Linked DNA regions of Mus musculus: region 2 is linked to region 1. The links are chromatin contacts, called in public Hi-C maps. All regions are on one chromosome and are shown on one strand. Each heading gives the region's core, a stretch centred on a gene start, on an enhancer-like site or on the middle of the called end of the contact. The rest is flanking DNA. Distances are from core to core; before and after follow the strand shown.

Region 1 (4,649 bases), core at 1,550-4,049:
CCTTCCTGTGCAACCACATGCCGCACAGACCCAGATCCAGGCTGAACACCGATACACTTAAAATTGTAAAAAAAAACTAACAATATTTTTTCAAAGATAACCTTTAAAGAAAGACACAACCTGAGTGAGGAATGCTTGAAGTGTAGCATGATGCGTTAAAACCTTTAGTTCTGTTGAGTATGGAAATAAAGGCAGTACTTATTTTTGGAGGGATTGGAGGATGTGAGGGGTTGGATGAGGATACAAACTGTGGGGAGCTGGAACACCCTATTGTTTAAGGGGTTGGCGGGAGTGGTGGGGGGAGGACGTACCCCAGAGCCTCCAGCACCAAACACGATGCTCCGCTCCACTCCGCTCCAAATCTGAAGATATGTTTCTTGGCACAAGCAGTAGCACTGAGAGTGTTTGTACTATAATTATTATTTATTTGAAGTAATTTTTTGTAGACAAGTTATTATTATAGTTAAAGCAAAAACTTGGGACAGGGTCTGGGCCTGGGGTTCTAGCAAAGTAGGTAGAGTGCTTGCTTGGTATTCCTCAAGCCTCCATGCTTCTGTGTAGCTGTGAACACATTCGGAAGGATTTCATCAAGCAGGCTCGAGGACATTAGACCAGACATGGAAGTGGGCGATGTAAGGCTAGGAAGGGAACTAAAGGTAGCCTGAGGTAATGTGGCTGTGGACCTGCAATGTTCCGACTCTCTGAAGTCTTATTCAGTCATCCTTGGAGAAACTTTAACACAAGAATGGCTTTTTCTGCAGAATTTCACTTCACATACCTTAACAAAGTTTTCCTCTTAGTTCAGGTCTTTGACAATTTCATACCTACCTGTATTGCCTTCTGGTTACTCTCTTCCCCCTACTCTCTTTCATCTCCCTCTCTCCCCTCCCTGTTGGTAGGCTTTGTAACCCATTTAGTTTAACAGGGGCCATCTATGTGACCCTTGGGTTACAACAAATGGGTGGAGCTCAGTGCGGTGCCCAGTGGATGACGGCAGAAAGCATCCCCTTTTCTGTAACCTATCAATAGGAAATAGTTTAGCAGTGAGGATGAGGGTGGTGGCCTCTGTGCATGCATGCATGCATGCATCCAGGCGTGGCTGTGGAGAGTTTTGTTCTTCTGTAGACCCAGGGTGTCCATCCTAAGACCAGTGCTGGTGGCAGCGGCAATGGCCATGTCCTTGATAGAATAATGCATTTCACAGCTCTTCTGTAACTTGTGGGCCACTGGCCCCCCCTGGTTTTATCCTAACTAAGGTGGGGTCACTGAGGGGCTCTCCATCTCCTCAGAGTGGCTAGCAGACTGTGGTAGGAAGAGCTGGAATGGGGAGATCTGGGGAGGGGCAGGGCCAGAGCGGTGGCCATGGAAATGGTGGGGAGTCAGGCTCTAGAAAGTGTAACCGTCTTGCCCGATTCCATATCTCTGTACCCATCAATTAGAGCATTCCTTAGCCCTCGTCAGAAGAGCTTCTTTTTGCAGATTAATAGGGTCTCTCGGAGACTGTAGAGTGTTTGAATGTAAATGGGCCATCTCCATGGAAGAGTGGGTTGAAAGACAGAGGGACTGCCATGAAAACATTGTTTCTGGACATGACAGTGGGGTTACACACATAACTCATAGAAGCTATGACTGCCCGTGCACGATCAGGCTGGTCCAAACCCTACCCTGTGTGGAGAAGGGCCCCATGCCAATAGCTGAAGCGTTGCTGACAGCTAACAGCTGGTGAGGCAGGCACGACCCTGAGAGGCTGCCTGTACTTGTTCCAGTAGATGGTTCCACACCGGTGCACACATAGGTAGCACTAATGGGCTCAGTGGGTAGGGAGGGAAGCTGTAGAGATGGTTCAGTGGTTAACAGCACTGGCCACTCTCCAGAGGACCCAGGTTGGATTGTCAGCACCTGCATGGTGGCTCACTGTGTCTGTAACTCCAGTTTCAGGTTAGCTCATTGTGCTCTTTTGGCTTCTTGGGGCATCAGGCATGCACATGATGTAGAGATATAAACTCAGGCAAACCACCTGTCTTAGTTAGGCTTTTACTGCTGTGCACAGACACCATGACCAAGGCAAGTCTTATAAAAAACAACATTTAATTGGGTCTGGCTTACAGGTTCAGAGGTTCAGTCCATTATCATCAAGGTGAGAGCATGGCAGTATCCAGGCAGGCATGGCACAGGCATTGCTGAGAGTTCTACATCTTCATCCAAAGGCTGCTAGTGGAAGACTGAGTTCCAGGCAACTAGGGTGAGGATCTTATGCCCACACCCACAGTGACACACCTATTCCAACCAGGTCACACCTATTTGAACAAGGCCACACCTCCAAATGGTGCCACTCCCTGGCCCAAGGATAAACAAACCATCACAACACCTATACACATAAAATAATAAAATAATCAAAGATAATAATTATTTTAAATAATAAATAAAAATGAAGTTGGTGTAGGGGATAGAAGATGGATTGGAGGGGAGAGAGAGACTGGGTTAGATTTGATTAAAACACTACATACATGTATGAATAATAAAATATTTTTAAAATAAGTTAACAATCTTTTTTAAATTTTGGAAAGATTAATGAGAGCCAATCACAGTTGCCTATGGATCCCGTACAGAGTTTGAGAGCACTGAGATCCGTACAGAACTACTTGAATAGCTAGGAGCTGGGGAGGGGCAGGTCACGGGGAGGAGTCAGAACTAATGAGCGGGTTGGCTCGGGAAGAGCCTATCCGGGAAGAGAGCGAGCTTGAAGAAGGTCCCCTTACCTCTGGGAGTCGCTTTCCCAGGTCACGTGGTAGCGGCGGCAGCGGTTGCCCGCGCGCGGCGATGGCGGCATCCGGGGAGCTGGTTCCATGCTCTGTGTACTTCTGCGGGAGCATCCGCGGCGGGCGGGAAGACCAAGCTCTGTATTCGCGGATCGTATCCCGGCTGCGGCGCTATGGGAAGGTGCTCACTGAGCACGTGGCTGATGCTGAGTTGGAGCCGCGTGGTGAGGCGACGCGGGCTGGAGACTCGCAGGCTGGGGACCTGTAGGCTAAGGGGACCGGCTGACTAGGGACTTGCCGGATAGGAGACCCACTGGCTAGTAGACATTCAACCTGGGGAACCCGCAGCTCATGTGACCCGCAGGCTAGACCGGAGGCTAGGGGATCTGCAGACTAGGACCTCGTAATGGTTAGGGGACCGGCTGGCTATGGAAGGTCCTGGATTATATGTGTACGTTCCATGCGCAGGTCAAGTGTCCCTGTCCAGCACACTGGAAGCAAGTGACAGCCCAGACCCAGCTTTGGGCTAGCAAGGCTTTGATAAGCTGGTCTGGATAAGCACTCCTCCAGTAGGAAAGTTGTACCTAGAACTCTTGTATTTCTGCTCCAAAAACTTTTAAGTAGATCTCCCTTGCCCCATGCAAGAACAAACTCCTAAGCTGTGGACTCTAAAGCAATTCTGGGAGAATCTTTTAAAAGACAAAGAATCAATCGTAGGCAAAAAATGCCAGGGGATTGGAAAGAACCTGTTTGTGCTTATGCTTGGCTAGCGCATGGTGTGTTTTGTTGATAGTTCTCCACCTTCAGCGCCAATGTCAGCACTCTGGAGGCAGAGGGTAGGATGAGTTCCAGGCCAACCTGGGCTACAGAGTTAACCCCTGTCTCAAAGAAATGAGACAAAACAGTCTACAGAGTGTGATAGCCTGGAGAAAACCTTTGAATCTGGGTTTTCTCCCCTAGTCACTTTTCTTGCTTTTTCTTTTTCTTTTCTTTATTTTGGAAACAGGCTGTCATAAACGCACAGTGACGTCAGACTTGTAGCCAAGGATGGCCTTAGAACTCGCCATCCTCCTGCCTTCACCGCCCAAGTGCTAGAACTACAGGCACCTGCTGCTACACACAACTTGTTAGTTTGTTTTTTGAGACAGGGTCTCTCTACATATCCCTGGCCATCATGGTACTTACAGTGTAGACCAGGCTGTGTTGGAACTCACAGATTTCCCCAGCCTCTGCTCCCGGGGCTGGGATTAGTGCTATGAGCCATGATCCTCAGGCTCACAAAAGAAGTTTTAGACAGTGTGGTTCTGCTCTGCCACCTGCAGAGCCTTACCGTCCTAAACAGCAGAGTTGATTCAAACTGGAAACTGTGATCCTGGCTCTCTGACCCCAGACACGCCCCTTGGATTCCGGGTGAGTCAGACCTTTTCCCCACACGCACCCAGCCCCACCCACACGTGCCTCCGTGAACAGGATTGCATTTTTCTTGTGGCTGTTTTGTTCTTCATCCCTTTAACAGACTCCTCTCCTGAACTGGCTTTTGAAGGTGCTGGGGCAAGGGTTCCCTCTCTCTGCCCCTCTCTGAGCAGGGTAGATTTGAGAAGCAGCGAGAACATAGAAGTTACTAGGTACTGAGTTGGGGTAGGGACCATCTCTGACCAGCTTGCCCTCAACCACAGGGGAAGAGGCTGCTGGGGGCGACCAGTTCATCCATGAGCGGGACCTGGCCTGGCTCCGGCAGGCCGATGGTGAGTGAGTAGTCCTCCCTTCTGCATGAGGGCTCCTTGGTGATGTCGATTCCTGGGCTATCCCTGACTCTACTATCCCCACCACAGATACACCGTCACCCCGTTCTTAAAAATCCCAGGTAGTAAGTCTTATTTTTCTCTCTCT
Region 2 (5,060 bases), core at 300-2,799, 1.2 Mb after region 1:
TATTCTAGAACTAGGATGGAGTCTGACAGCAGCTGGGCTCAGGAGGACGGCCAGTAAATCACTGAGCTTTGGGGATGGGCAGCAGGCTCGGTTTATAACCATCTGAGTACCACCCAACTCCAAGCGCTCCCTCAGTCCCCCTTCCTATACCCAGTACCACCCTTCCCTATTCCCCCGCTTCCCACCCACCTGCTTCCTTCCCGTTCTGTCCCTCAGGTCAGGTTTCCTGTGGAAGGTGGCCAGAATGGACTGTCCACACTCAGGGCTAGGAACAGCCACACCCCTTAGCACCGGTTCAGCTCCATGCAACAAGTCAGGGTGTGTGTGTGTGTGTGTGTGTGTGTAGGGGGGATAGGTTCTGGGGCCCTAGAAGAGGACTTGTACCCTCTTCAGGATCAGTTCTAGTTTGCGTGGAACTGTCCAACACAGAAATAACTATCAGAAAACAGACCTCTACCCAACACCCTTGCTGTCCCCCACCCAAGGACAACCTAATTCACCTCCCGCTACCATTAGACCCCATCTTACTAACATTCTGGTTTCCTTCCATAGTTCCCTTCCTCTCTCCTCTCAGGTAAGAGCAGGCCGAACACTGGCTTCCCACCGCCCTCTCCCAGATGCAACTAGGTTCCAGGGGTCGACCTTCCCCAAACAACACCGGTCCTTGGAAGAATGAGCCTGAGAGGCACTAGAGAGCAGTAGACATGGGAAAGTGTTCCTGACACCCAGTGGAAAAGGAGTGTGGGGGGGGGGTGTGCGCTTTCACCAAGTGGCCTCTAGGTATAGCCCCCAAATTTTCCTAGAACTTGGCCGGTCCATCTGCGAGGCGGAGGGAGGCTCAATACGTGCTTACCGAGTTCGCTTGGGGTCCCTGTCTAGCTGCTGGTTTAGGAGTGGGAATCAAGAATCCGAAAGGGTCTCTGCGTGGCTAAGCACCAGCGCAGCACAGGAGAGATCTGCCGTCGGCCGCGCCCCCAAGTGGCCCTGACAAGGCGGGTGCTTCAGACCGAGGAAAGCGCTTGTGGGTCTCAGGGCAAGAAGGGCACAGGCACCGGTGGACTTGGCTACGCGATGCACGGACGCCAAGCTGCGAACTGTCCGGACTCTCCCGGCCCGGCCCGCCCCCCGGCTTAAGCCCCGCCCCCTCTGGGCCTTTACTGCCCTCCCCTTTGTCCCCAGAGATCCCTCGCCACTTCCCCTCCTGGATTCCGAGTCTTGACCAGTCTTCTCTGATCCGCTTTGCTATGGTGACTCTCTTCTGCTTGAGAGATTGCCCCTACCTCTGTCCCCGTCCCGCCCCGCCGCGCCCCCTTCTCCAGACAGGCCACGCCCCTCAGGAGTCCTAGTCGCGGGCCCCGAGCGCCCTCTGGCGTCTGCGCATGCTCTCTGTCCCCGACTGCAGCAAAGTCCTCCAAAGGGACCTTCTAGGCTGCGTGCCGGTTGCCCCGGCTCGGGTCGGTCCGCCCGCAGCGTCTCGTTGGTGCAGCCAGCGACCTCCGACCCCGCGGGCGCGGGGCGGGGCGGGGCTGGGAGGCCTTAGCTGCGGGCGGGCGGCGGCGGCTGCTGCAGCGGGACCCGGGAGCGGGGCCCGGCGCCGCCTGGGCCGCGGGGCGATGTGAGTCGGGGCGCGTCGGGGCGGGGACCAGGCGGCTCTACCGAGGCCGGGTCGTGCCGCACCGCAGTCTCGGCTTCTACCCTAGAAAGCTCCAAGCGGGCGGGCTAGCGGCGGACCCGGGAGCTGGGGGGGCGGGGATCCAGGCTGGGAGCGCGGCCGCGACCTCCGCGTTCCGTCTGGGTATCTAGAAAACCTCCGGTTACCAGTTCTGCTTTTCGCTCCCCAGACCCCACCCTCTTCTCCCCCTAGTTACACCTTCGGGTCTTCGGGATCCCGCAGAACCCCCTCACTTACGCTCCCAACCCTCTGAACCGCCCACAGTCACATCGTTCTCTGCTCAATGGCCCAAAGGCTTCTGCAACCCTGAAATTCCTCAGCCTTTGCATGCTTTTTGCAGCCCATCTTCTCCCAAGGCTTCGTATACATTTTCAGATCTCATACCTCCATCTAGTGCCTGTACCCAACCCTACCTACTTCAGACAGCCTCCCCATCCCACCCAGTATAATCCCCTTTCGATGGGTCATCTGATAATGTGTTTGATATCGCAAAGAAAAAGAGGGGTGTCGGAAAGATGCAATCCCTCTCCCATCTTGCATCCAGTAGCTCTTGACTTCACACCCCTTCCCAACTCCCTGTTGATAGTTTAAACCCCCATGTTTTTTCCAGTGTCTACCTTTAGCCTGCGCACATTTCCTTCAGCCTGCTTCCTCCTTCCAAAGAATAAGCCAAACCAAGAGTGGGCTTCTTTTTCCACACCTAAGAGGTGTGGAAGGATGCAGGACTCGGGGGACCCTGGGAAGTACTGTTTTCCTGGAACAGGAAGGTGGGATTTCAAGGGTTTTCTTCAGAGTCCTGTTTTGTGGATTCATCTACCTAGGTCTCAGCTAATCTGAAATTTTGCCTCTTATTATAGTTGGACCTTTCTGACACTAGGGTCAGAAAGTCTGTCCAGCATTCAAATGTGAAATGCTTTATAGCTACTTCTTTTTTTTTTAAGATTTATTTATTTATTTCATGTATTTGGGTATACTGTCGCTGTCTTCAGACACACCAGAAGACGGCATTGAATGCCCATTACAGATGGTTGTGAGCCACCATGTGGTTGCTGGGAATTGAACTCAGGACCTCTGGAAGAGCAGCCAGTGCTCTTAAGTGCAGAGCCATCTCTCCAGCCCTGTATCTACGTCTAGAAACTACCTCAACTAGAACTCCCATAGTTGACAGATGTTTCCTCAAAAACAAACAAACAAAACAAAACCAAACCCTAGGGGCAGGAGTAGAGATGGTGGAGGGAGAATGATGAGCCCCCTACCCCAGGTATCATAGCAGCAAAGCAATCTAAAATGCTGGTTTCCAGAGTCCTAAGCTGGCACTCTTGCTGAGCTAGCACAGTGATACTGTTCTTCTGAGAAAGCAAGCTTTTTATAGGGTTAAAATCCCCTGCAACGGTCAGGGTATGTGCTTGGGTTTGAGGTTTTGTTATGTTTGGGGACGTTTTGTTTTTTGGAGGGCAAGTTGTGACGGGGTTTTTCTGTGTAGCCTGGGCTCTGTGGACCAGGCTGGCCTTGAATTCAGACATCTCCTGCTTTTGCCCTCTGAGTGTTGGGATTCAAGTCATGGGCCACCACCTCCCTGCTAGGCGATATTCTGGGAGGATTCAGAGGGGCCTCCAGTGAGGGCTATGAGCTGAAGGTACTGGGCACCTCACACTGTCTTTGGTCCTGAGAAGTCCCTTTCAGGGCTGAGAATTTGTGTTCTTTTCATTCAGAATCTTGCTTTGCTCATTGGTCTTTCTGACTCACTAGAACCCAGAGCAAATCAGTTCCAGTGGGCTACACTGATCACAAGTCTGTTTCCTGAAGAGTTGGGGTTGAGATTGGGTCTCCATGAATGTGTGGTCTCTGTCTCCTGTCCTAGGTGAGCCCCAGGTGTGACCCCAGGGATCCAGGTGACATCTCTGCAGACACTCTGCCATGACACCCCACCAAGGACAAGGGGACTAAAGGAGGAACCATTTCCCATGCCCCTCCCATGGTCAGCTCCCCGATGGCCTGGGTGAGGTAAGGAACATGGCTTAGGTGTCAGCTTTGGAGAGTCTCTTCATGTGGGAGGAATGGAGGGAACAGGCGGCTGGATGGCTCGGGTTCTACGGCAGCAGTAGACATTCCTGGATAATCCACTGTCTCCTTTGTTTGTTTGTTTGTTTTTTATTCTTTGCAGCAAAGTGAACCTCTTAAAACATCTGGCTGGGGCCTAGGAGCACCTTAGAGCCCTTGAGTAACAAGTGTGAAGTGCTGGGTTGGATCCTCAGCTTTAAAACCAAAACAACAACAAAACCTCTGTTTGGGATCTCTCCGTGTAGCTCTCATTCCCTTAGGTCCCAGAGGTCTCAATGCTGTCCTCTCCATATTAAGGCAGAAACCTGTCGGTTGTGACATGTCATCCGATTACCAGTGTCCTAGAGGGAAAAACCAGCTGAGGTCTCTTATCTCTGATCTGGCCTTTGGGAAGGAAGCTCAGCCTTAGCTGTTTGAGAGTGTTGGGAACCAAATCTGTCTACAAAGAAAGGCTGTACCCTGCTACTGGCCAGCTACCCGCTGGGGCCCAGCACTTTCTGTTCTTCTCATCGAAGAAACAGAGTGTGCACCTCGGACTCCCAGAGCTTGGGAAGCAGACACAAGGGGGTCTCTGTGAATCCCAGTGTTCAGTCCTCAAGTGTGTCTTAAGATCATAATGTGGCAATAGCCCACTTGAAGAGAGCATCAGAGACATTATCTTCCCATGGATAGTGGGGTGGGGGCAAGGGAGGAAAGAGGGGGAAGGTTGGAGTGGACCGGCTAAGGTGAAAACTGGGGGGGAGAGAGGGACAAGATGGTGCCTGGAACGCCCACTTGACGCTGTGTTTGCGAATCCTAATGAGCACCTCCGGCCAGCGCACAACTGAGGCAGCCACTCCCAACACCTCCTTACATCCATCCTGCTTTTCTAACCCAAGACTCCGTCCACATCACCCAACGGGTCAAACTCCTGTGTACCTGCCAGGGCCCGGATTGAATGTTAACCTCTGAGAACCTTACCAGCCTGCCCCCACCTGCAGGAATCCTTAACGCAGCATTCTAACTGGAATTAATGTTTATCCCAAGTGTGTTTGGCCATGGATGGAGTGAGAATCCCCTCTGGGTGTGTCTGTGTCATACAGCCTCTTGGACAGAGGACATACTCACTGCGCAGTGTTCTGCACAGAGCAGAGCAGCTTGGCAGGGCTGCTGGTGATCTGCTCATCTCTGGTCTTTCCCTAGAGCCGATAGGCTGCTCTGACACCATGGGGAGCTGCTGGAGCTGCCTGGACAGAGACAGCGTGCCGCACAACCACCCTACCAAGTTCAAGGTACCCAGACCCTCTCCACTCAAGTTCCCAGTGGCCCCCTGAGGTTAGGCCTCCTG

What was found. Hi-C and Micro-C count contacts between places; a contact is called where the count stands out from the background.
Region 2: a Hi-C map of B cells shows a contact between it and region 1, with 6 read pairs. The contact joins the promoter of Frs3 here to the promoter of Dnph1 in region 1. A contact is called at or near these places in 1 of 39 promoter capture datasets (liver), 1 of 484 Hi-C or Micro-C datasets (B cells) and 1 of 115 datasets of contacts at active chromatin or transcription factors (pancreatic cancer cells).

What each region holds. Positions count from the first base shown.
Region 1 is chr17:46,493,990-46,498,638 of GRCm38.p6, forward strand. Dnph1 (2'-deoxynucleoside 5'-phosphate N-hydrolase 1) reads left to right here and starts at 2,800. Exons shown (of 4, transcript NM_207161.3): 1 at 2,800-2,983; 2 at 4,436-4,504. The coding sequence starts at 2,821.
Region 2 is chr17:47,693,658-47,698,717 of GRCm38.p6, forward strand. Frs3 (fibroblast growth factor receptor substrate 3) reads left to right here and starts at 1,550. Exons shown (of 7, transcript NM_144939.2): 1 at 1,550-1,615; 2 at 3,534-3,676; 3 at 4,916-5,004. The coding sequence starts at 4,939. It overlaps Prickle4 (prickle planar cell polarity protein 4), which reads right to left and starts at 1,079. Exons shown (of 7, transcript NM_001290337.1): 1 at 854-1,079.